Regions from separate parts of the Mus musculus genome. Here region 2 is linked to region 1. The links are chromatin contacts, called in public HiChIP or PLAC-seq maps. All regions are on one chromosome and are shown on one strand. Each heading gives the region's core, a stretch centred on a gene start, on an enhancer-like site or on the middle of the called end of the contact. The rest is flanking DNA. Distances are from core to core; before and after follow the strand shown. Region 1 overlaps Acot11 (acyl-CoA thioesterase 11). Region 2 holds the start of Yipf1 (Yip1 domain family, member 1).

What was found. HiChIP or PLAC-seq counts read pairs in DNA pulled down with a chosen protein or histone mark.
Region 2: a contact with region 1 is called in an H3K27ac HiChIP or PLAC-seq map of embryonic stem cells, with 5 times the contacts expected there. The contact joins the promoter of Yipf1 here to the enhancer-like site in region 1. A contact is called at or near these places in 1 of 39 promoter capture datasets (embryonic stem cells), 1 of 484 Hi-C or Micro-C datasets (CD4 T cells), 9 of 115 datasets of contacts at active chromatin or transcription factors (astrocytes, bone marrow-derived macrophages, embryonic basal ganglia and 3 more) and 4 of 9 other capture datasets (adipose tissue, embryonic stem cells, liver and 1 more).

The regions. Positions count from the first base shown.
Region 1 is chr4:106,792,302-106,798,179 of GRCm38.p6, reverse strand. The region is part of intron 1 of Acot11 (acyl-CoA thioesterase 11); the gene reads left to right. Among named protein-coding and RNA genes, the nearest start is that of Acot11, 4.6 kb to the left of the region's middle. Within about 2 kb of position 3,734, at least 56 of the 459 cell types and tissues checked have an H3K27ac peak or open chromatin away from gene starts, as enhancers often do.
Region 2 is chr4:107,311,368-107,317,245 of GRCm38.p6, reverse strand. It overlaps Yipf1 (Yip1 domain family, member 1), which reads right to left and starts at 2,883. Exons shown (of 10, transcript NM_145550.3): 1 at 2,784-2,883; 2 at 1,404-1,483. The coding sequence starts at 1,434.

The DNA.
Region 1 (5,878 bases), core at 2,485-4,984:
CTCAGTTCAGTGAGGCAGGTCCACTTTATCAACCTTGTGATGGCTGTCAGTTGTCTTTGCTGTCAGATTGTCTGGGTTCAGGATCTGGGTATGTCTGTGAGATGGTTTCCATAGAGGTTCAACTGAGGAGGGAAACCCACACTGAGTGTGGATAGCAGATTCCTATGGCCTGGACCCCATAAAAAGAGAAAAAAGAGCACGTATCTCAGTACCAGCATTGCCTCTCTAGGCTTCCTGTCTGTAGACACAGTGTGACCACCTGACACCATCATTTCCTTACCTCTAGACTGTGTTTCCTCAAACTGTGAGCCAAAACAAGCCCGTATTTCCTTCAGCTGCTTTGTTAGGTACTTGGCTATAGCATAAGAAATGTAACCAGTACGCGCCCCACTCTACTTCTGTCTCGCCACACTTGTCCCAGATGAGGAATAACTCAGGCTCAGAGGGGTCAGTGGCCTGTCTAGGGTCACAGAGGCAGAAAGTGGCAGAGCTGGGATTTGAACTCAATGGTTCTGATTCTAGAGCTTTCTGGACACCAGGCTTAGCCAGGCAAAGGCTGGTGAGCAACATTCCAACTCCGAGTCCTGACTCAAACTCAGCTAGCATCCAGCCTATGGTGATGGAGCCTCGTGTTGAATGTGGAAACTATGCCCCAGGTCCCCAGGGACTTCACATTAGTTAAGAATGATACTGATCACCACCTTTGAACTTATGCCTGGTTGGCACATCTTGATTTTCCGTAGCATCTATTTTAATTTCCTTTGCTCCTATGGAAAAAAAAAGGAGAGTTTGGGGGCATTTTCTTTTTTTGGGGGACTGAACTATTTTTATTTGAGACAGGGTCTCGAGTAACCCAGGCTGGCCTCAAGTTTGATGAAGATGTTGCCAAAGATGACTTTGAACGTCTAATCATCAGTTCTAGCCTGGTCCAGATCAGCTACCAATGGCGCTTGGGGACTGTTTTGATGAGCTATTTGGCCCCATTCGCCTGAGACTCCTTGCTCAGGTGCTAATGTCAAGCTGATGGAGACTGGAGCCAGCAGCATGCATCTGTGCTCTGCTCATTGGCCTGGGTGCTGCTGCAGACCTTCTTATGACCCACCACTTATCCAAGTCTCAGGATAGCTGGAGGGCCCTCTCCATACTTCATCCTCCCCAGCCCAGACTACACTGAGGTTTGGGAAGTAGCCCTTGGATTAGAATCTTGCCTTTCTGTTGTTTTGAGACATTCTCACTCTGTAGCTCGGGATGGTCTCGAACTCCTGATCCTCCTGCTTCAGCTTCCTGAGTCACGGGAGTACAAGTGTGCGCTATCACGTTAGGGTCTCATTTCCAGGTCTGGGAAATTGGCTCAGTGGGTAGAGATGTGATGTACAAACAAAAAGATACGAGTTCAAATTCTAAACACCTATTCAAAGAGCTTGGCATAGCTGTGTGAGCCTGTAATCCCAGCCTTGAAGGGTAGGGACAGGCAGGTCCTAGGGACTGGCTGGGATTTCAGCCTAGAGAAAATAGTGAGCTTCCAGTTCAGTAAGAGATCCTGTCTCAAAGCAATAAAATAGAGACGATCTCAGACATGCACATGGGCATACACACCTGCATGTTCACATGTACTACACACTCATATAAAACACATGCAAACATACACAGGAAAAAAAAAACATTTTCACCCTATTGCTCACTGTGTGACTTTAGGCCAGGTGTTTGTCCCTGAGTCCCTGTGTCTAGGTGACCCTAGAAAGTACCCTAACCTTGAGTCTGAATGTGAGGAGTTGGCAAACCACACTGATGGTGGTCCTGACTGTGTGGTGGCACTCTGATGGTTGTCCTCACTGTGTGGCAGGGGTGCTTCAGGTGTGGGAGGGGAGGCCTACAGACAGAAAATGCTAATGCCTGTCATACAACAAGAGCTCAAAATGGCTGACCCCAAGGACTGGAAGAGCTTGTGGTGGTCCTAGAAGGCTCGCTCTGCAGGAGAATTGAGGACCAACCATTAACAGCTTTCTCGGGAGCCACATATGAACCCCAGCCTTAGCCATGGGCAGACACCCAAAGTGTTCTCACTCTGATGATTTGGATTTATTCTTACAAACCCAGCTCAGCCATCACCTGCCCTTTGACTCCCCATCCTCCTTGGCTCCAGAGTCAACAATGCCCCTTAGAATGTTATGCCCAGTTCTTTTGTTCCCTATGTCGGTGTTTCCTAGGGATTGGCATACCTGTGTAGGGCAGGTGCTGGAGTATGCTGACTTGTGACAGCATAGATCCCAGCGGCTGAGCTAATAGAGAGACTGTAAAGGCAGGCAAACCACGACAATGGAAGCTGGCATGAATGCTGTGAATATCAGTAATAATAAGTGCTACTTGAGTCTGAGCATGCATGAACTCAGTCCTTAGAGCTCTGAAGCAGAGAATGCTCTTGTGCCCTATATTAAAAATGCATTGGGAGGCTGGGCGGTGGCTGCTGCACACCTTTAATCCCAGCACTCAGGAGGCAGAGGCAGGTGGAGCTGTGAGTTTGAGGCCAGTCTGGACTACAGAGCAAGTTTCAGGACAGCCAGAGCTACACAGAGAAACCCTGTCTCGAAGAACCAAACCAAACCCACAAAAAAAAAAAAAAAAAAAAAAAGGATGAAACAAAACCAGAGAGGTTAAGTCACCTTCCAGAGGCCACACAATTGTCAAGTGGCACTGAAGGGCTTTAAACTCAAGCTCTCTGGGGAGCAGGGACTGAGAGGATGGGGGCGGGGTCCTAACTAGGTGGTATCTGAGCAAGGGCCTGGAGGCTGAGGAGGTGGGTCTCAGGGAGGCTCATCCAGGCAGAGGGAACTGTTCTCTTGTAGGATTTAAGGCAGAGGAGTGCCAGGTATCTGAGCTGCTGAATAGACTCTCAGGAGTGTAGAGTGGCCTGAGCCAAGCTGCCAGTTGGCTGAGGTTGAAGCCACGGTAGTGGCCTTGGGTCTGGGTTGGTGTTTGGAGCATTGTGGCTATTTTCTGTGAGCTTTCTGGGGGTTCTCTGATCCCTGGCTTAGTTTATTTTTTAGTTATTTCAATCTTTGAAATAGGGTCTTATCATGTAGCCCTGGCCGGCCTGGAACTCCTTATGTTACCATAAGGTTTGGCCTTGAACTCACAGAGATCTGCCTGCCTCTGGCTCCCCAGTATAGGGATTAAAGGAGTGTGCCACCGTGACCTTGTCTTCATTGATTGACTAGCCCCCAGTGGTCCTAGTTACCTTCCTGTCTCAACAGGAAGTTGTGTTAGGACCATCCAGGAGCTCATGAGGCACTGAAGGAGGTGCCTGGGCTTGGGCAGTTGCTAGCCTGGGGCCATATTCAGCTTCAGTTTGACTGTGGAGGCAACCCCAGTGAGTGGACTTGCTGTCATTCCTTGTACACAGAGTGTAGGTGGGGGGGGGGACGACCCAGGCTGTCTGAGCTGACCCCATAGCACACATGACAGAGTCTGAGCCGCAGTACTACCACTCATCTATGCCTAGGGCTGTAGTGCAACTATGTTGCCTCTTAGAGCCTTGGGAGAGCTGCCGGCTACTTTTGCTGGAGAGTGGAAGGGTCCAGAGATCAGCCTCAGAGGCACCAACTCACTTGGCCTGTGTAGGCTGCAGCCTGCTCCGTGAGCCAGATTCCACGTCTGCAGGCCTCTTTGGGGTAGGCTACAGAACTTGCATGTCACTGGCGGTGGTAAATAATCATCTCCCGTTTCTTATCTGTCTGTGGGTTTCCTCTGTGGTTCAGTGACGGGGCTTGTCAGTCAGGTGAGATGGTAAGATGATGGTGTCTGCTGAGCCTCTGCTAAATGTCCCTAACTGCTTTGTGAGGCTGCGGTGTTCAACTGCCTTTACAAATGAGTCAAGGCCCTGGGTTTACATCACTTTGAACTATTGAACTAGTTAGAGGATTAAACCATCTTGTCCAGGGGCTGGAAAGAAGGCTCAGTAGTTAAAAAGCACTTGTTTGGGGGGGGGGCGTATAGGGGACTTTCGGGATAGCATTTGAAATGTAAATGAAGTAAATAACTTGGGGGGCGGGGGGGGGGGAGCACTTGTTACTTTTCAGAGGACGCAGGTTGTATTCCCAGCAACCCACATGGTGGCTAAAAACCGCCTGTAACTCCAGTTCCAGGGAATCCAGCGCCCTCTTCTGGCTCCACGGACATCGGGCACAGCTCTAGATGTACATGCAGGCAAAGCACCCAGGCACATAAAAACAACTAAGTTAAAAAATAATAATCTTGGGTTGGTGAGATGGCTTAGCGGTTAAGAGCACTGACTGCTCTTCCAGAGGTCCTGAGTTCAAATCCCAGCAACCACATGGTGGCTCACAACCATCTGTAATGGGATCTGATGCCCTTTTCTGGTGTGTGTCTGAAGACAGTTGCAGTGTAGTATATAAATAATAAACAAACAAACAAATAAATAAATTTTTAAAAAATAATAATAATCTTGCCTGACCGCAGCTTCAGCTGGGCAGGACCCCGGGTGCTGTGGCTTCTCACCATGTCCTAGGCTGACCTGGCTGAGCCTGACATCTTTGTCTTAGGCCTGCTCTGCCCTGTGACTGCAGGACAGATGGCACAGCTAGCTGGGTCCTCTGCCACTCCCCTGGCCACAGGCCTGTGTGTGTATCCCTGCCATTCCAGGAGTAGCTTCTCTGCAGGTAGACGGTGACATTAGAGTCATACAATGATGAAAAGGACCAGAGTACTTTGGGAACATTGGCATGAGCCAGGCCAGACCTGTCCTCTAGGGCCCCTAGGCTGATGGGACAATTCAGGTGGGTATAAACTGATAAAGACATCGTGGCTAGACTGTGGCCGAAGAAGGCTGAGGTGGCCCTCATCACTCAAGAGGGGTCCAGGTAGGCTTCTTGGAGTAGGTGACATTTGGCTTAGCCTGTAAGCTTCTCTAGGGGAGGAGACACTTGTGGAGGGCCAGGAAAGAGCCTGTCTGACAAGGAAATGGTGTGTGACCCCCTGAGGACTGGCTTTCTGGCCCCCTTCCATATGATATAGGTATCTTTCCAGGAGCTTCCTCGGGAGCCTTAGTCACCATCAGTGGGTCATAAATTCATCAATTAATGCTACTCGAGGCAGCCCTCAGTGGGCAGGGCTGTCGCTGGGAGGGAGAAAAGTAGGGCCTCAGCTTTACATTCGTGCCTTCGGGATGTTCTGTAGACAACCCAGCTTTAGCTTTAGTCCAGTGCTGGAGGGAAACCTGTCCCTGTCAGGATTTATGATTGCGTACTGAACTCCAGTAGGATGACTGTAAGGGCTGCCACACAGTAGAACTGTTGCCTGCTGGTCTGCTCTCACCCGCCCTCCACTCTTATCCTTGCTCCGTATTTGAGACCTCTTGGCCTTGAACTATGTGGCCGAGACTGTCCTTGAACTCCTGATCATTGTGCCTCCAACTCCCAAGAACTTGCTTATAGGAGGGCATTACTGTTGGCTTTCTTAGGGTACTTCTTGCCTCTTCATGTGGACATTTCCTTCACAGTTAGAAAGTTCTGTATGAACCTCACCTTGGCTCTTCAGAGACCTAGGAAACCAGCCCCAGACTGGGGGCCCAGAGGAGACCTTTGTTCCACCTGCTCACTGGGGACCTATGGGTCCATTCTCACATCTGTCTCTCCACTCCTTGGCCTTGTCCTATCTGTGACATGAGAACAGGCTGTGATCCACCCTAGGGTGTGGTCTAGCTTGGGTCAGAGGCCTGAAGGGGGAGCTCCCCATGGGCCTCCATAAGGCAGCCTTGGTTTCCCAAAGTCAGGTGGCTCCTCACTTCCTTCAGATCCCTTATGAGGCCTGAAGAGACCAGACTAGCATCTTGTTCTTCCCTAAAACATACCCTGTGAGGAGT
Region 2 (5,878 bases), core at 1,634-4,133, 520 kb before region 1:
GAAGGCACCATCAGAAGTGTATCTCTTCTGACAGTAACGTTCTCTGTCTCTGCGTCCTGGCCTCTCTGAAGCCGTCTTTTACGTCCATCTTTTCCTAGCACATGACTTCTGCCAGAAGCCACCTGAACTCCACCTTCTCGTCTACCATCTTCCTCAGGACAGCCTTCCAGGCCACCCCAAGGACCACATGCTCTTCCCTGAAGCCGAAGTCCTTAACCATTGTATAGCCTCACGTTCATCACGGCCTGCCTCCTTTCAAGCCGCCTTGGGCCGACAACCTCTGCTATGATCTGGAACATGGACCAACTTTTTGTTTCTTAAAGAGGAAAAAAATTAAACAATCTTCCTCCCGCCGCCCAGGGGGCTCTGCAAATGCTGTCCACAATACTTGCACCCCCTTGCACTGTGCAAGCAAGAGCTGAAGAAAGACAACTTGGAATTGAAAAACAGAGCAAACGTCCCAAGCTGGCTCTCTGTGAGGCTGCAAGCCCAGTGTGTCAGGCAAACGTGGGAAAGGCCATGAGCTACAAAAGGACAGAGACCAGCAGAGGCAGTGGGCCCTGGTTATCCAGGCCTTCACTCCCAGTGAGTTGCGAAGCAAGTGACATCGGAAGGTGGGGTGTTAATTTAGGTGACAGTGGCGGAAGATGACCTTGTACCTTATGGGACGGTGGGAGGAGGTGAGGAACAGGCTTATGTGTATGTGTGGGGGTGGGGGAGTATATGGCCACCTATGTGCAGAGCCCGTGGAGACCAGAGCAGCATCAGATCTCCTGAACTGGATTTATAGGCAGTTGGGAGCCACCTGAAGGGAATGGGAACTGGGAGTCTCGGCTAGAGAGCTTCCCCAGCACAAATGCTGTTATGGGTGGTCTGAAACAAGATGGAGAATTGTGGTGTGACAGTATTTGCACAAGAAGTTACTTCTACTTTAATATCAAATCTCCATCAGACAGTGGGGAGTCTGTGACGTCACACTGCCCGGATTCCAGTCCTGGCTGACTGGTTTAGTAACTGTGTGACTCTTAGGCAGATAGCTTGATTTCCTTAGTGCCTCGGTTTCCTTACTGAAAAGACAAGCAGAATGATTACTTTAAAAAGCCCGATATGAGAAGGATTACATGAGTCGTCCCCTGTAAAGTGTTTACAACGGTGCCTGCACAGCGAGTGCTCAGAAAAGATGAGGCAACTGCTAACTCCTAGTTTTTGCTGCCTGCTGCCCATCAGAAGAGTTCCGTGAGAAAAATAAGCAAACTAGAAAAACCTGGGCGTGCCCAACAGCCTCTTACCAAGATGATTGAAATAAAATCCTTTACAGTATGGCATGTGGCAGTAATAAAATTTGTAGCTGTGGCAGAGGAAAATGTGATCACAAGATAAAGGGGGAGGCCCGCCTGCCGTACCTTCAAACTGTAAGTCATCCACAGCTGCCATTCAGCCAGAGGCTCTTCTCCCAAGGGTAAGGTAGAAAACGTTCCGGGGTCTAAAACAAAGAAATATGTAAGCTTAGGAAAATGGAACACTCTGCAAAAAGAATTCATAGTAAAAGAATTTTGAGAGCCAGCTGTAGTGGTAGTGCATGCCTTTAACCTCAACACTGTGGAGGCACATCTCTGTGAGTTTAAGGGTGGCCTGCCCCACATAGTGGGTCAGAAACTAAAAATGATTACTACCATCTCTTTATCTTCTGTGGCTATGGGATTCAGTTCTTTCCTTCTACCTTAGGGACCCAGAATGGGACTAGGACCATGCTTGGGGACAGCCACCTTTACCTGCTGAGCAATCCCTCCCCCCCACACACACACTTGCCTACTCTTTCAACGGGGACTGATAGTTTATATAACTATCACAGGTCATACAACTTGATATTTATATTAATATAGCTCAGGAAGAGAGTTGGTATAGAGCTGAGCAGCCTCTCGGAGTTAAAGAAGAGGAGTGAGCTGGAGAATAAGGGAACTGCACCTGGGAATAGAGTATGTGACGGGTGAGAACTGAACACAGGAGAGTCGAGAAGCACTCAGGACTCTGTGAGTGGATGTCCAGCCCAGCCTGTGATCAGGACATCTGTGAGCGGAATCCACCCAGTGCAGGGAAGAACCATCCAGAGCGACACTGGACAGCCTACAGAGGAACCGAAAGCTGGTGTGGTAGCTCATTTGAATGTTTGCCTAGCAAGTACAAAGTCCTGGGTTCAATACTCAGGACCTACAAAATCTGGTGCATGCCGGCGATCCCAGCACCTAGGAGACGGAGGCAGGAGACTGAGTAAGTTTAAGGTTATCCTAGACTATCTGGTGAGCTCGGAGACCATGAGTTAGAAGAGTGTCCTATCAACAAAAAGAGACTGGCTGCGGGGGACACTCGCTGCCGCGTGAATGTTTAGGGGCCAGATGCAGCCTGGAGATGGAAGAAAATGGAAGGGGAGCCTAGGGTTTGGGAGAGGTGGTGGGGAAAGCATTCCAGTGCAGCCGGCTTAAGGTCCCAGACAGACCTGGGTTTGAGTCCCGATTCTGTTGTTTCTCTGCTGTGTGTGCGCTCCTTGAGGCTCCCCATCTGTAAAATGGGTTCGTGAAGGTGTCTAAACCATTCTATAAGGTAGTGCGTGTAAGGAGCTTAGCGAAGAGCCAGGCAATTAGTAGCTCTTAACTGTTAGCGACCCTGCAGTCAGGGATCTAGGGATGCACAGACAGGGTTTGGGTGGTGGTGGGGGATGCTTGAGCAACAGAGGACAGGGAGGGTAGGAGATTCCCCAACTGACCCAGAAGCCCTGACGCCCTCACCTCTCAGGAAGAGGTCCAACTGTCCAGGAAAGGTTGGGGCCTGGGATGCTCTGCACTGGTAGCCGGTCAGTCCAATCCCGGAAGCCGGAGATCCGGGGGAGGGTGTTAGATTTCTCCGCCTCCTCCGGGCAGAGCACCGCCTCCTCTCTTAAAGCAAACGCGGTCACCCAGCGAAGACTCGGAAAACGCGGAAGACACCGGAGCGCCAAGTAACTCGGTGCTGAGTCCCGCCCTCTCGGTGGTCTTAAAGAGACAGGCGAAGTGGGGCGAATTCTCAGGAGTTCGGGAGTGTTTTACTCATTGTTTATACGTTTTACTTATGCAAAGAGAAAAATGAAAAAGAAAAAGAAAATAGGTCACCAGTTCCTGGTTTCTCTGGCCATGAAAACTTAACCAGCGAGGAAGGCACCATAGCAGATGGCTTGTGAATCAAAGAAGTTCTTTTGTCACTGTTCACAGAGGGCTGGCCCCTCAGCTGTACCACCTAGGTGTCTGACAGTCACCTCGAAAACAGCAGGACTTAACAACATTGGCATAGTCTGGCAAGCGACCTTGTGGTTTGCTTCCTACCTGGACCTCCAGGCTTGGAAAACTGTCTCCCCCTGCCCATAGGGGATGCTATCGTCTCCTCTGGGACTCCTGTTGCTCTGCTAATCCCCTGGGCTTCACCCTGCTTTGGCAATGCTTGCCTGAATTCTGTTTGCTTATCTTTGCCAGCCTGTGAACACTGAGAACAAAAAGATCCGGAATGGTTCTAGTCTCCGGGTGGCCAGTACCAGCCAAGGCAGTAGCATACAATTACTGTTCACAGTATTCTATCACGGACTGAAAGGGTCCCTAGACAGTTTTTGCTGTCTGGGAGGGAGCAGTGTAAACAGCAGACACTTGATTCACAGCTCATACAAGGAGACCAGTGTCTTTAGCTTCACCTGCAGGGTACTTCCAATTTGACTTCTAACATACTCTGAATATCAGTCATGATTGATAATGTTTTTTTTTCTTTTTAAAAAAAGAGTTGCTTATTTATTTTATGTATGTGAGTATGCCACTGTCTTCAGACACACCCCAGAAGAGGGCATTAGATCCCATTACAGATGGTTGTGAGCCACCATGTGGTTGCTGGGAATTGAACTCTGGATCTCTGGAAGAGCAGTCAGTGCTCCACTGAGCCGTCTCTCCAGATAATGTTTTCCTAACTGGCAAGCTGTCAGGTGTAATAACACACATTAGTTAATATAATTCATATGGAGGGGCTTTGTCTATGCAGGACCTCCAACTCTCAGAACAATGCTGCAAACCCGAGGGGGGCGCCCTTATTATATAAGGGGGTAACTGGGCTCAGAGTGCATGTGGAGCACTGTTGTTGAATGTCCGGAATGAACATCAGCTTATGAACTCAGACGTGCAAGCATGCCCAACACCTCTTCTGTCTCACATTCGCTCATTTGCTGCTAACCTCACCCCCACTGATCTTACTCCAGCTACAGACCCTGAGAAAAGGCCACCCCAAATGCTCGCTATGGGCTCCTCATCTTCTTCATGACCAAAGCAACTTGGCAGGGAAAGAGTTGACGTGGCTTACACGTCCCAGTCCTAGTTCATCACTGAGGGAAGTCAGGGCACAACTGTGGAGGAATGCTGCTTACTGGCTTGCCTTCTCACACCACCCGGTACCACCTGCCCAGGGGTGACACAACCCATAGTGGGCTGGGTCCCACCACATCAATCATCAATCAAGAAAATGCCCCACGGACTTGCCTACGGGCAATCTGATAGGGGCAAATGCTCACTTGAGAGTCTCTCCTGGGGGGGCTTAACCCAATGATGGGGTTCCAGGCACACATAACCATACCTAGCCCTTTATGTGGGTGCTGGAGATTCGCACTCGGGTCCCCATGCTATGACCCACAAGTCATCCCCTCAGCCCCAGTACCCAGCCTTTGGAACCAGTGCACCCGAGTCAGAAAGCAGCGGCAGCCCCATGGCTGGTGATACAATGGGTGGGACATGGGGGGAGGGGCAGGCTGGCAGCATCACAATTCCTAAAGACTCTGAGAAGAGATGCACATCGAAGACAAGGTGCTGAGGCCCTGGAAGAGCAAGAGGCCAATGCTGACAATAGTTAAGAAACAGACTGGGTGCCGGGCGTAGTGGCGCACGCCTTTAATCCCAGCAGAGGCAGGCGCTGCTTGAGACAGGGTCTTGCTCTGTAGACCAGGCTGGCTTTGCATTCATAACGATTCCCCCTGCATCTTCCCCCTAAAGTGCTGGGATTAAACTGTATGATACCGTGCTTAGCCTGCAGACTAGTTTTTCTTAGCTTTATTGGAAGCCCTGAGAAAAAAGGGTCAGAGCAGCCAGCTGCCATCTTAAGGCACATTGTGGACACCATAGTGTCTCTGTAGAAACTTTGAAGGAGACTTGTTATGTTTTGTTTTGTTTTGCTTTGCTTTGTTTTTTTTTTTTTTTCAAAAAAAAAAAAAAAAAGCTGCCTGAAAATCAGTTTATTGCTAGGAGGGCCAAGTGTCAAAGAGTCCCCAAGGCAGTTTCTTAGTCACCTCCATCAAAGTACCAGCACACACAGGAGAAGTGGAAACCTGAGAATTGGATGTAGACATTTGGGTAGAAAAGCCATGCACACACAACTCCCCACTCCCATACTCCCTTGGGTCTCCCTTAGAGGCAGAAGCAATGTTTTTTCTGTTACCCGAGAAAGAAATCTCCCCTTGCTTACAGATGCTATAACAGTGCCAGGTAACTTTCTGTAGCAACAAATACCCAAGCAAACCAATTTAAGAGTGGCAAGGTTTTGTGTAAGTTCATGGTTCCCAGGGTTCAGTGTTGTAGGATATTTGATCACATTGTGAACCCCAAGATTGTGAACTGCAAAAACGTCCTCTTGTTATGGTGTGGCTCAGCCCTAGCACACACCTTTAACCCAAGACCTTTCTGTAAATAGGATTAAATAAAGTCAACCATAGGTCAAGAGGCAGGGCAAGCAACCAGTAGACAGGGAGTGAACCTAGGAAAATGCAGGAAAGAGAAAGGAGAGTCTCTGAGCTGAAGAGCAGTCAGTGCTCTTACCCGTTGAGCCA